Linked DNA regions of Cricetulus griseus: region 1 is linked to region 2. A link is a contact called in public Micro-C data. All regions are on one chromosome and are shown on one strand. The core of a region is the stretch at or near the end of the contact, and the rest is flanking DNA. Distances in the headings are between cores, read along the strand shown. Region 1 overlaps Rin2 (ras and Rab interactor 2). Region 2 overlaps Rin2 (ras and Rab interactor 2).

What was found. Hi-C and Micro-C count contacts between places; a contact is called where the count stands out from the background.
Region 1: a Micro-C map of the CHO-K1 cell line shows a contact between it and region 2, with 3 times the contacts expected there. The contact joins two enhancer-like sites. A contact is called at or near these places in 2 of 8 Hi-C or Micro-C datasets (the CHO-K1 cell line and fibroblasts).

What each region holds. Positions count from the first base shown.
Region 1 is chr6:33,303,955-33,311,066 of CriGri-PICRH-1.0, forward strand. All of the region lies in intron 1 of Rin2 (ras and Rab interactor 2), which reads right to left. Among named protein-coding and RNA genes, the nearest start is that of Rin2, 30 kb to the right of the region's middle. Within about 2 kb of position 5,822, at least 2 of the 6 cell types and tissues checked have open chromatin away from gene starts, as enhancers often do. A contact at or near this core is called in the CHO-K1 cell line, where this site is marked.
Region 2 is chr6:33,150,824-33,158,170 of CriGri-PICRH-1.0, forward strand. It overlaps Rin2 (ras and Rab interactor 2), which reads right to left. Exons shown (of 13, transcript XM_027421601.2): 8 at 6,770-6,861; 9 at 3,921-5,075. Among named protein-coding and RNA genes, the nearest start is that of Naa20, 41 kb to the left of the region's middle. Within about 2 kb of position 4,463, at least 6 of the 6 cell types and tissues checked have open chromatin away from gene starts, as enhancers often do. A contact at or near this core is called in the CHO-K1 cell line, where this site is marked.

The DNA.
Region 1 (7,112 bases), core at 4,572-7,071, 150 kb after region 2:
CAGGACTGCAAAAGTGGTGACTGCTGTTTTGGCTGGAATGTGGTGGGGAAAGGTGTGATAATTTGATTGTGCTCTCACAAATAAAGCTTGCTTGGAATCAGAGGGTGGAGCTAGCCACTAGCTGACCAAAATTAACCGAAGAAGTTTGGAGAACTAGACAGGAGACAGGAAGTAAGAAGGTGGGGCTGCGAGAGGATCTCAGCCCTTTTGGAGGAAGGAACGAAAGAGGTAAGAAGTCATTGGTGGCTGCTCTCCTGCTTTTCAGATCTTTTATGTTCTTACCCCCAATATCTGACTCCTGATATTTTATTAATAAAGAATACTTAGTTAAGGCTTCAGAAAGGCACTTTAGAGTAGATAGAACAGGTTGGTTAAGAGAGGATGTGATAAAACAAAAGTACTGTAGAATTCTAGTCAACCACAGAAAACTGGGCTGCTATTTACCAGGCCAACCTACAGAAGTCACTAACAATCTGAATGAGGGTAGACATGAGAAAGGCAGTCAGATATGGTTATCAGTTAGAGCATAAAGAAGTCACAAGGGTTGGGGCCAGGGGGGTGATTATTATATTTAGGGGAAGTTGAGTCTAACTTGCAAAGTCCAATATTGGTTGAAAACTTAACAGAAATAAATGTGTAATTCTGTGTCAGAATAAAATGTACTCTACCCTGAAACTCACATTCTCAAACAGATAATGAAGGAAGAAAAGGGAACCATCCAACCATTCCTAGTTCAGAAGGCCTGGGATCTAGATGAGATATGGGCACTCTGAACTACTAGCCTCATTAAGGCTGGGGGCACTGGTGTCAGTGTGTGCAATCATTCCATTTGTGAATGAGTTGACTGTGAGTTTCCACGGTAGATCTAGCTTGAGGAACCCATTAGATGTTTGTGGAATTTGCAGAAACAAATAGATAACACTGTATCTGGAAAACAGAACATGAACAATGAGGAAGCTAGAGGTCTAGAGAAGCCAGGCTAGTCTTGGGCCTTCTGTTCAGAAGTTTATCCTACCACACTTGGTAAGAACAAGATAAAAATTGGCACCTATGCAGAAGTCAGAACAAATATGTGGCCATATTTAGAGAAACAGGTTTGATGGCTACTCAAATGGTTTGTTTCAAAAAAGAAAGAGAGGAAGGAAGGAAGGAAGGAAGGAAGGAAGGAAGGAAGGAAGAAAATTAAATGCTTCCTTTGTCGTTGAAATGTAATTAGGCTTGGTCTATGATATGAAGAGGCTGACATGGAATCAAGAGACTGAAACCAGAGGATAGCAATTTGAGACTTCAAGGTGAGGATCCCGGGCCAGCTCTTAAGATTAAAGAAAGAGTAATCTTTCTCATCAAAGATTAAAGTACAGACTGGACCTCAGGCCGAGAGGATGTTACAGGCAGGACAGATGCGCATGATGAGGACCTGACAACAGTCATATGCCATTTCACTCTTACGACCCCACAGGAGAAAACAGTTTGGAGTAATAGACAGTGAGAAGACATTTTCAGAGAGCAGGCAGGTGAAGCCACGGGTAAGATGTCCAAAGATGCAGGTGGTGTGGTGGTGTGAGGGAATAAGCGAACTGCAGACAGGAAAATAAGAGAAAGCAGGAGTAGAGATGAACACTTCATAAGAATAGAAGACAACAGAAAGGGTGAGACACAACAAAAACAAGAGGGACGTATGTTAACCCAGATCTCAATGAAAATGCCACAAACATTCTTCTGTCTCTGACCATTTTAGTTTTAACAGTTAAGTCTATGATCTGCCATGGTATTTTTCCTATATGGACTTAAGCATCATTGATTCTTTAGACTGTATTCACCTAGCCTCACCTGTGGGAAAGACGTTTCCTTTCTCAATTTTGTGGTGTAGCCTCTGTGGCAAGCCAAGTGACTACATATGTTATACATCTATTTCCAGACTGAAATCTGTTACATGTATCTATTTTTTTACCTTTGTTCTGATGAGACAGTCATAATTAACTAGCTGTATAGCAAGTGTTAATCATTGGTAGCCAAAAACTAACGTTCAGAGAAGAAGGACTCTATCAGGAACTCGAGTTGGGGCCATTCTATTTTGATCAAGAATGTGGTCTAATTATGCCTGTGTCCTTAGAACAGGAGCAAAGTTGAATTGAAAAGTAACAGACTAACTTGTTTAGCAGAGGTAAATTGAAGCCAGGAGAGCATTCAGGCTGGTGCTGAGACGGTAACTGAAATTGTTGAAGTGATTAGTGCCCCTGAACCTCCTGCAGGAGAGCAAAGGTTTCACAAGGGCAAAACTACCCATTGGAGGCTCCATCCTCTGAAGATCCAAATCCATTTAAAGGAAAAAAGCCTAAGTTGAAGGGGTTCTCTCATCCTCAAAGGCAACCGCCTAGGCAAGTGTTTCCCCAGGATTAGCACACAGATGCTGATTCAGTCATGCCCAAGGGGGCCAAGCCACATCTAAAGCAGGCAGCAAAACTTGGCAGCATTGCCCACGTGGTACTGGTTTTAGGCATGGGAAATACAAGCTTAAGGGTGCCATGGAATTCTGAGCCATGGATTCAGAGAGAAACTGAGGCCAGACAGGTTGGAATCCCAGAAGGTGCCTTTTAGAAGACACTGGATGAAGCTGAAGCCTAAGATGCAATGGAGGCCACAGGATATTAGAGATGCCAGGACCATGGAGGGGATCTGGCTTAAGAGGGAGACTAGTGTGTGCCCCAGGTGGCAGGAGTGGAGCTGGCCAAACCTTTGAAGCCCAGTTTATTGCATTATGTGCCCCAGATGCCAGACTGTGAGCTACAGGATTTGATGTTTTTCCTGCCAGATTTTGATCTTGCTTTGGTTTGGCTTTTCTTTGTTGTGCCCTGATTCCCCTATTTTGGAATAGGAATTTTTATTCTGTGCTGTCATATGGAAGTATGTAACTTGGTTTTCATTTTATAGGAGCTCATGGGTAAGAGATGTTGGACTTTTAAAGTGCTGGAATTATTGAAGACTATGGGGAACTTTTAAAGTTGCACTAAATACATTTTCTTTTATAACACAGTTATGAATTTATGGGGACAAGGGATGGAAGATCATGGCTTTAAAATGATGTGTTTGAGTACCAAGTTGACAAAGTGTAGGGTTGTGATGGTTAGTGCTAACTGTCAACTCGACAAAGTCTTGAATCTCCTGAGAGATGGGGTAAATGGCTATGGAGGAATATTTTGATTGCATTAATTGAGGTGAAAAGATCCACCCACTATGGGTGTCACCCTTTCTTGGCTGGGATACTAGACTGTAATGGAGAATCCACTCTTTTCTCTCTGCCTTCTGATGGTGGATGTGCCATGACAAATTACTTCAAGTTCTGCTGCCTTGACTTCACACCATGATGGACTACACCCTTGAACTGTGAGTCAGAGGAAACCCTTATTCCCTGAAGTTGCTTTTTTTCAGGCATTTTATCACAGCAACAGGAAGAGAAATGAAAACACTCTAACTCCATAGCATTGGACTCCATACTACGAAGAGTGAAATCTTACTCTAATACTCAATATGAAGTTACTTCTCTTTATTATGGCCTAAGCTATTGGATATGTTTTGTTTCTGGGAGCAACACAATGCTGGCCTTCATCAGAAACCCTTGAGAGCAGAGTGGGTCTTAATTCCTATAACTCTGTTTTTAAAAATTGGTGATTATTTTCCATGAGATTTCATGAATCCCTTATAATTTTCTCTCTTGCTTCAGACAACTAAAGTAAAATTTCCCTTTCAGTTTTAATACTAACTTAAAAAACAAAACATCCCATGGAGACCTAGTGTGCACTGGTGGCAAACAGCAGCCTTGTTGGGCACGTATACAGCCTGTTCTCCTAAGGGACCTTCAAGACAATTTCCTAGCAGCTCCTCATACCCCTAATCTCAATGCTGCCCCCAGACTAGACTCTAGATAGGCATGTATAGTGCCTTTGGGAAGCCCTAGCACACAGTGACCAGGGTTCGAACCCACTAGGTCATCAGGTCCATCTGATACACCAAGCTGCAGAATAAAGAACATGTGATTAAGGTCCTGCCTAGAACCGAGTTCAATTCCCCTTGCCACCAGGAAGGAGCTCCACATCTCAAAGAAGTGGGGCTTCACCAAGTTTAATGCAGATGAATTTGAAGACAGAGTAGCTAAGAAGTGGCTCATTCCTGATAGCTATGGAGTCAAAAGATGTTCTCAATTGTGGTCCTCCCCTCCCCGGGCAATTGGTGGGCTCTGCCTTCCTGGGGGCTTCCACTATATTCTCCTATATGCCACCAAATTATGTTCACAGATATAATCACACATGAATCTCACATCCAGTCTGGGAAAAACAAAACCATACGTCAGTGCAATGTACTATGAACCCAGCATCTTTTCAGCTTTGTTCCATCAGTGGGCAAAGTAGATAGTTCTAACAAACAATCTACTCCACAGCTCTTGCCAAAAGCAATGGAGAGTTACAGCCTCACAGCTACAAAACAGAAAGACAAAAGGAAAAGGAAGGCATCTAAAAATATCTCAATTCTGCTCGATGGGAAAGGTTAATTTATGAGATGAGTCTAAGAGGGACATAATTCTTCTCAAAAACACGTTCCCTACTCTCTCAGCTTCTTCGAAAAGTGTCCAAAACAACAACAACTAACATAAAATGTTGTTAAGCAAGCTGCTGTTTTTCTCTGGAACTCACTGTTATTACTTAAGAATATATTCATCCTAATTATTCATTGTTGTGTAATAAGACCATAAGACTCGGTGGCTTCAAACAATACTCATTTTCTTATTGCCATGGTTTCCGGGGGTCTGGAATTCCAGAAGAATTTGGCAGAGCAGTTCTGGCTGAGAGTATCACATGAGGTTGTGGCCAGATGGTAGATGGAGCTGGGATGTGAGGCTGGGGGATGGGAGGAGGTGTGGTCAGGCAGCTGGCCTGTAGGAGTAGGTCATGTCTCCCTGTGGTTCAGGGCTTTGTCATTGGTCTCTCTGGCTAATTTAGGCTTCCTTATAGCATGTAGTCTCAGAACAGTCTATCTGCTTAGCTGATGCAGCTCACAGATCTAGGAAAGCAAAATGGACACCCTGTTATCTTTTCCTTTCCAATTTATCCTCAGAAAGAATGTGGCAAAATTTCTGCCCCATTCTAGTAGGTACAAGTGAGACACGAAGCCACACACAGGTTTGAGGAGAATGGAAAAGACTTTTCATCTTGATGGTACAGTGTCCAAGAGAACACAGAGGCTGAATGAGTGCTGCTGTTTCTTAACTTTGTTGGAAGAATACTACCTTCCTCATAGTCTAAAGTTAACAACGATCACAAAGCAACACATGCAAAAACACTATAAGCATTCTCATTTTTCTTTTCCTTTTAAATCTATTATATTATGATTATTATCATCATCACCATCGTTATTTATGGGAATGAGTGTTTTGCCTGCATGTATGTCTGTGTACTATGTGCATGAAGAGGACCTTGTGGACTGCTCTTTGGGTTCTGGGAATCAAACCTGGATCCTCTAGAAGAGCATTTAATCACTGAGTCATCTCTCCACCCTCACTTTAAAAAAAAAAAAAAAAAGATTGATTGACTGATTGTGTGTGTGTGTGTGTGTGTGTGTGTGTGAGTACATGCCTAAGATGCTATGAGAACATTTGTGATATTTATGATGGGAAATGCTTTGACTCTCAAACTCCTTTTTCTTCAGGCTGTAGCTCTGCTTGAATCCTCTCTATTTTCTGGGTTTGCACCCTGTGTCCTTTTCTAGACCAGTAGTTAGAGCGAGTGCAAGCAAGGGCAGTACTTGGGTGGCTGAGTGGGTTTCCTGATTCAAATACGACCTCTAGTGTTAAAATCATGTCATTTCTTTATTGGCTGGGTCTGCTCTCAGGGTTGGCCTCTGCTATGATTGATTGCCTTTGCTTTCTGTAAGATCCTCAATTTTATTTCTTTTGTTGACTTTCTCAACATCATGAAGTCTCCAGAGGCACCCTCCATCTCTCCCAGAGACCCCTTCCTCAAGACCACTGTGTTTACCTCTTGCAGGGAACCTGAAGTTTGTAGAATTCTGTTTCTTAGCAATCTCAGGCATGATTACTGCATTTGTTCTCTTTCTAGAATAGGGTAATTCTTAAAATAAGTTTTAAGAAGAGATCTGGATCTAGGCAAAGGCCATACTTCTATTGCAACTCAGAGTTTTGTATATAATAATAATAATAACAATAATAACAATAATAATAATAATAATAATAATAATAATAATAATAAAAACCTATTTACTGCATTTAAGAATATCATTTCCCCAAACCTACTTGCTTTTCTTTTTTCTTTTCGTTTTTTTTCTTTTTTCTTTTTTTTTATCATGGACAGTGGTGTTGCATGCTTTCATGATTTTTTTTTTACTTTATTTATTCATTTTTTGAGTTTTTGCCGTTTTTTATTTGAATTACAAACAAGATTGAATTACATGACTATCCCAGTTCCCTTCTACCTCCCTTCCTCCCCTACCACCCCCCAACTAAAACCCTACCTATCACATATCCTTTCTTCTAATCTATACCTGACTCAACCTTTCTGCTCCCTCATGACCTCTTCATCCTTCCTCCTCTTCCCTTCTCATTCTCGTAGCTCCCCTCCCCCTCTTCCCATGCTCTCAATTTGTTCAGGGGATCGTGACCCTTTCCCCTTCCTACTTGCTTTTCATACACAGGCATGTCTTAGTTCAGTATCCATAGAAGGGCAGGTTCCAGGACCTCACAAGTTACCAAACTCACATTTTCAAGACTCTTCCATAAATGGTACCCAGCATATAATCTGTGCACATCCTCCTGCATAAGATACATCACCTCTAGATGGCATAACCAATTCAAATACAACAACAACAACAACAACAACAACAACAACAACCAGTTGCTATTTGTGAGATAATGAGGTGTTTGTGCACATTAAATAAATACAGACCTATTTTCCTCAAATATTAAATTTTTTTTGTTTCTTTTCAAGACAGGGTTTCTCTGTATTTCATTGGAGCCTGTCCTGGAACTCGCTCTGTAGATCAGGCTGGCCTCCAACTCACAAGGATCCACCTGCCTCTACCTCCCAAGTGCTGAGATTAAAGGT
Region 2 (7,347 bases), core at 3,213-5,712:
AGTTAGAGAAGTTTTGATTTTATCAAAGCAAGAATTGAAGACAGGAGGATTGCCCAAGGCTGATATCAAATCAAAGGGGGGAAAACATCCAATATTGCAGCAAGTTTGGCAAAATGGAGATTTTTAGTTTTTAAACAAGAAAATCTTGACTCTCTCTCATTGGTTGCCAGCGACCAAAGCAAGGATGCCAACAAGGAATGAATGTTGGGATAAAAGGACTGTCACACCCATCTTTACTGGCACTCCATATCATGGGATACCAGTTATGATTCTAATTCACTCTGCCAGTCAAGAACTGACCACAGAGCTTCATCTAAAGCCTCAAAGTACGTCGTCCTGTTCTTGTCAAATACAAGGCTCGTCACCTTGGAGAGGTGAAGGTGAACAACAGCTTCCCAGAAAGGAAGCCTATTGGTGGGCCTGCCATGAAGGGAGAGAGGTTCACATGGGAACTGGCCCACAGGGCACCCTCATTGACTTCATGTTCAACAGACTTGCCAAGCTGATGCTAGGCAACTCTATATTCAGGAACCTGTAAATGGCAGGACTTCGGAACGGAAGCTCTCCACAGGAACAGTCTCAATAGAATGAAAATTCCCCATGGTAGGACATGACCATCAACAGTGGCAGCTTTTTATTTTGAGACTGACTGACTACATACAACTTACACTTGGCTAGAAATCACCAGAAAGAGGAGCAGAGTCAGCCCATGAGCAAAAGGAGAGTGGGTAAGAACTTTTCTCCCAGCCCAGTGCCTTTCCTTATGTAACTTAAGAACCATTTTTGGAAAACAGAGTCAGCACCATCTGCATACACTGCAGAGCTCCTTGTGTGCAAATTCATGAGGCCACTTTTTACCTGTGAATGATTGCTCTAATTCTACCAGGGTTAACCCCTAAAATGTCCCCTCCCACTTCTGTGGCTTTAGAATGGATGTTCTGGGAGTCTGGGATTAAATTAGAATTCCTGTTTCCTAAAGTCAGACCTCCAGAAAGAAAGACTGGATGAAATTCTTTAAAGTGGAGAAACCCAAATGGCATTCTTGGAAAGCCTTCCCAGCACTGGCAGACACCTGTTCAGAACAAACTTGAGGCTTGGAATTCTGTAGATAGCATGGAAGTACTACTGCTTCACAGCAGTGAAGATCCCAGTCTTCCTACCAGGAAGTGAGATGTGGGAAAAAGCACACATACAATAGAGGTGAGGAGATCTGGGCTGCATGCCACTCCCCTACAGGCTTGGGCTCACCTTCTGTCCATAGCTCTACACAGCTTGGCTTCTCTTTGAACTGGCAAATTATGGGCGATATATGCAGAAACATACCAGCTTTTGGGTTATGAGTTTCAAAAGTGTCACTGTGCTAACAAGTCCTTAGTAAGCCACCCAGCCATTCATATAACAAAATGTAAAACACAGATGACTGGTTAAATCAATTTCACTTTCACATCGAAGAGGACTGACTTTCTAATAATTAGGATCACTTCTTCCCCTTGGTACAGTTTCTCAGGCTGACCTCTGCTACACTAGCCTTCCCCTTACTTTCAAAAGCCTGGTGCTTTTCAAAGCCCTTTCAAAACATTATGTTTTTCATTCATGAAGCAACAGGAAAAGCTGCCTGCCTTCAGGCAAATGTTTAAAAAAAACCACAAAACACCCCAAACCAGGCTGGACATGGCAGCACACTCCTGTAGTCCCAGCTATTCCTGAAACTGAGCAGGAGGACTGCTGGAAGCCAGACTGTGCAAATAGGCTAAACAATAAAGCAAGACTTCTGACTTAAACAAATAAAATCAACCAAGCAACCAAAAGGCAAAACCAATACAAAGCAGGACGATGTTTCTATAGGTATTTAGCCACAGCAAAGGACCAGTAAACTGTCACAACTCCCCTAATGACCAAACTTAAACACAAGAAGTAGAGGTAGGCTGGCACAATGGGGACTTAACACAGGTGGTGGCTCATGCCTGCAAACCTAGCCCTTGGAAGGCTGAGGCAGGAAGACTAAGAGGGTTCAAGGTTGGTCAGTGTCACGTAGTACAGCTTCATACCAGTTCAAGTTCTGGCCTTGCCAGCTACTAGGGGTGTGGGCTGACATATCACCTGTCTTCCCCAATCCCTCAAGGGATAGAGTGCATTTTGACTGGGGTGTGTGTGGAGGGGGAGTGGGGAGCACCCACTGAAGCAGCTTGTTCAGGCTGCCCAGCTTGTCTGGGAGGCTCTACAGATGTGGGCTACCTTTCTCAGTAGGGACTTCAATTTTAAAATAAGAATTATAATTTTCTGGATGTTTTTGAAGAGGATGAGATTTTGAGTTCTACACACACACCTACACACACACACACACACACACACACACACACACCTACACACACACACCTACACACACACACACACACACACACACGTATACACATACATAGATACACACACAGACACCCCCATGCACACACACTTGTGTATACACACACACACACACACACACACACACACACACACCCCTGACAGGCAAACCTTCCTAAGACTTTCTTACAAGTATTGGTGCTTAAGACATCATTGAGGAAGCCCAGGCTGAGGCTGGCTGGTGCCATCTGCAAATGTAGCTCACTCCTGCCAATAGCCTCCTAGAAACTGAGCTTCCTCAGTCCTGGGAGGAAGCCTCTCTTTCGGGTAGGGTAACCGTGACTATGAATTTGGAGATGGTATTCATCAGAGGGAAGACTCTAGGGCTGCAGGGGGAAAAGGCAACTTCTGTGGCTACTTTGCATTCTGAGGAGGTCTCCTGAAGCCTTTCAACCCTGAGACACTTCACAAAGACACATTCCTTTCAGCTGCTCTCTCCCTAGCACCCCAGCTCTTCTAACCACGCCCAAACAACCCTGGGCTAGGTCAGAGCACCACAAGAAAACAAACAGGGCTTTGAGTCTTTTGTGACCAAATCAAAGAGCTGCTCAAATTCAAAGTAGAAGAGAGAGAGAGAGAGAGAGAGAGAGAGAGAGAGAGAGAGACATGCTCTACCACACACTGTTTACTACTTTCAGCAAACACACCCAATCAGAAAGAAGAAATCCGAGTTTAGCTAAACCATGGAAATGTTTGCAAACTCTTGGCTGTTGCTACCCACTGAATGAAGTCTCTGAAATTAACCTTTTAGAGTCAACCCTCTGAAATTAAAACAAAGCAAGACAAAAAACTTGGATACTCTTTGCTCTGGAAAAAAAGTCTGCTTGCCAAATTCAAATTTGCCTTGGCAAGCTGCTTACCAAAGTAACTATTCACAATTGAGTCCTTCTGTGAGGTCACAGAGAAAGCATTTCCCCTTGACTCTGGAGAGAATGCCTTTCATGTGATCTCCAAATTATGTCACTTATAGCAAAGGTACAACAAATAAACTTGTCTTTCCCATTTCTTGCTTATTCTTAAACTAAGCCTGATACAGACTCTGTAGGGTCAAAGCCAGCAGCGAGGTTACACTTGACAAAGGGTCTCAGGTCCCAAGTGTTGGTCTGTGTTCTGCTTTCTGGGCTGGGGAGGGTACACAGGTGTGCTTTTCCTACCCGTCTTCACACTTCTAACATATGCTGCGACAAAACAAAACACCGACAGCCTCTCAAAAGGCAGCAAAAATAACTGTCTATAAGTTTGCAGCTTACAGAGAGATGCACACCCAGAAAATGCTCAACAGATGTGTCATGCACACACATAGGGCAAGAGGAGTCAGCAACTGGGACCTTCCAAAGCAGTACAAACATTTGCAGCTTGATGTGTAGCATCTGCCTTAAAAGGGAGCTCTTTCCATTCAAATCAGGTGGGAGATTGAGTCATTTGTAACTTTAGAGTAAACTTCGCCCAAAACAACTAACAAGATGCGCCATCAGACAAGAGTTACAGCAGATTTGAAAGTGGGGAAGAAAGGCACTTACCAATTTGGTCTTCTGGGATCAGCGACTCAATAGGGGGGTCCAGTTCCGAGCTCTGGGACAAATAGTTCTTGACCTGGGTCATAAACTGTCGGATGGTCTGCAGCATGTCAGTGCTGGACACATGGCATTCCTTGTTTTCCTTCAGGAAGCTCACGTAGTCCTGCACCAGGCACCCGAAATAGGTGCATTTGTCCCGGGACAGCTCGGCTATCCTGCGGACCATCCGCTTCTCAGGGGTCATGAAGGAGCTGAACACCCCGCTCATCTTTCGCAACTGGGACTTGACGAGCTTGGGCAGCACAAAAGAGCTGTTCCTCTTCTTTTTTGACTTAATGGGAGGTGCCATGGTCTCCTGGTCACTCTCCCCTTCGTAATCCTCCAGGCTGCTGGTGGTGTCGGCCTCGTAGCCATACAGAGGCATGCTCCGGTCGAACTCCAGCGAGTCGGAGGAGGAAGTGGAAAGGCTCATGTCGCTCAGCCTCTGCCTGCCTCCATGGCACGGTGGTGGCTGTGATTCAGAGCCGGGCGGCGGCGCCCTTGTGCAATCCCCGGGGGCGTCCCTAGGCGGGGCTCCACCTGCGTGCCCAGCTGTGCCCAGCTCCGGCTCCGGCTCAGGCTCTGGCTCAGGACTCCGACTGGGCCGGCAGGCGGTCAAGGTCTTAGCGCTGCCTTCTGCTTCCAAAAAAGAAGCCTGCTTCTTCAGCCGGGGTGGAGGGATGGGAGTTGGTTTTGTTCCAAGCAGAGCTACGTTCCCATGTTTGCTATGGTTGACTGTTTCTGGCATGCTCGTCTGGGGTTCAGTCCTGGATAGCCCAGGGCTTGTGTGTAGACTATTAATAGCGGGTGGCGGGGGCCTGGGTGGGGGCGAGCGAGGCCTCTCGGTGCCATTCGCGTTGGGAGTCCTTGTGCTCGGCCGCTTTGGGCCTGGGCTGAGGTCCTGGCTGTGCACTTTCAAGAAAAGAGGATTAATAAAACACAAGGCTCCGTTGGTCTGGCTGCACTCCAGCTCCGAAGGCGTCCTGGTTTTTATAGAATGCACTCCATTTATAAGGCAGAGCTGACGCAAGGAGGCAGGACAGATGCCGGCTGAGGAGAGAGGCCTATGGGGAGGTGGGGAGTTTGGGGGTTTGTTGTCAGCTGAGGAGCTCCAAAAATCTGAAAGTCATTATCAGTGAAGACAAGAATGTAAATATAGTGTAGTTGGGCCATTCCTTTACAAGTCTCTCTCTCTCTCTCTCTCTCTCTCTCTCTCTCTCTCTCTCTCTCTCTCTCACACACACACACACACACACACACACACACACATACACACACAGAATCTGTAGGTCAACAGAGGTTTAACTTGGGGTCTGCTTTTCTCCTTTGATTCCTCTCTCCCCCTTTCATTATGCTCCCTTACTGGAAAAGGCAGAAAGGCAGGCAGACCCAGCTATGGGCTCACAGGAAAACTCCAGGGACTTCTCACCTTCAAAGCCTTTGAGAAAGGTTGGCTGAGCTAACAGCTCCAGCCTAGCCCTTCACCCAGGTAAGAAGGACAAAGAGAATTGGAATGTGTCCAGGATAAGCTCACAAAGGGCACAGGGCTACCACTGAGCTTGCTTTTCAAAATCTCACTGAGCCTGGACAGCAACACCACTCTTTCCAATCAACATCTCCAGGGTGCCCTCCAAAGAGGCAGCTGCCAGCCAAGGAGTTCATCTGGCCTCCAAGTTCTCCTTTATGAGGAAGGACCAGCAGCTGGGCCTGAGGGATGTTACACAATCTACTTGAAGTTTTACACATTCAGCATTAAAACCCAACACAGAGGAAAATTGCATTCAAGGGTCCCATCCCTATGGGGGCGAGATGGGGTGGGGTTGCAGTGTGTGTGTGTGTGTGTGTGTGTGTGTGTGTGTGTGTGTGTGTGTGAGAGAGAGAGAGAGAGAGAGAGAGAGAGAGAGAGAGAGAGAGAGAGAGACAGACAGACAGACAGACAGACAGACAGAGAGGTTTTTAGGTTCTAGACACCTAGGTATGAGGCTTTAAAAATCCCAAACTTCCATTTGAATACTGGGGTATGATTGTTAACCTACCCAAAGACCAAAGTCTTAAAATCTTAAAAGAAATTCCCCTCTTCATCTAGGAGGAAAATATTTAACTAAAGTTAAATCCATACTGATTCTGCCAGAGCACTTGGAAAAAGTCAAACCAGGTGAACTGTGTGTTCACTGTCAGCCACATTCTGGCAGAATTGTGGGGCTTTGAGGGAAATCAGCAAAGAGGCAGACTACAGAAGTCAGTGCGAGCTGACAGAGTGAGGACCTTTGGTGGGATGAATGACATGGCCCATAGCAGCAGGATGGGAGCTGAGTAAGAGGGAAAGAGAGCCATGTCACTGAGATGCTGTCATCACTCCTCACAGCGCCAGAGTGTCACCCGTGTCTGTGTGCCTCTTAGGATAAAAGCCATGCATGTGAATGCTGAGATTACCACTGGACCTCTCTTTCTCTTAGTGTGCCTTTCTCCAGCAAGATGCTGCAGAAAGAGAAGACCTTGGTGGGTCTTATGCTGGGCTCTACATCTGGGGAGCCTTAATAGTTTGAAGGGATAAGCTAGGAGATTTAGGAGTTACCCAGGCACACTTAACCCTGGTATCTGAGTGAGGGATGAACATTGAACTTTGGTAAAGAATCCCAGAATGTGTGATTCAGGCACCTCTGGGTTCTGAGAGCTACATTTTGCCATGAAAGTGGGGTTCTTTTTTATTACAATTGTGTGTTTGATGGGGTGATGGAGCCATGGGGCAGCCCAAAAGGAATACTACTCATGGATTTATTCTAAGATTGACCCAGGCAGGGGTACCCACTTACTTAGTCCCAGTTGGGCTAGTTCTTCAAGCTGAGACTCCGTCTTGGCTGTTGAAATGGCATAAGGCAACTTCAAGGTGAATGGCAGAACATCCCTGATATACACATAAAAGAAAGAGAAAGAATGTTTGTAATTACATAGCTGGTGATGCACTCATGCATTCATTTTCATTTAATGTGAGACGTTTCACATTAAACTGTCCAAAACATGGCAAGTTGACACCATACCACATCCAACCAGAGCTTCTCTCTTTTGGTGACTCTCATCTGAATTATCACATTGGGGACAGGCCAAGACATAAAGCTGCCTGATTGAATCTGTGCCAAGGGTCCAGATTCCCTGCTGGGTAGCATTGGGTGTGTAGAATTCATATCAGGATGTCCATCACCCCTCGAAAGCAGCATGCCCCACTTAGCTAGATGCCCATCATAATGCTGGGCTGTCACTCTCTAGACAGGCATGTTCAATACTTAATCCCCTGCTGGCCTCTCACATACAGTTTCATTGTGACATTTTCCAATTAGAGATCACTCATGTGGCCCCTGTGTGTTGGAGATCAAAGTCTCTACTGTGCTTTGGG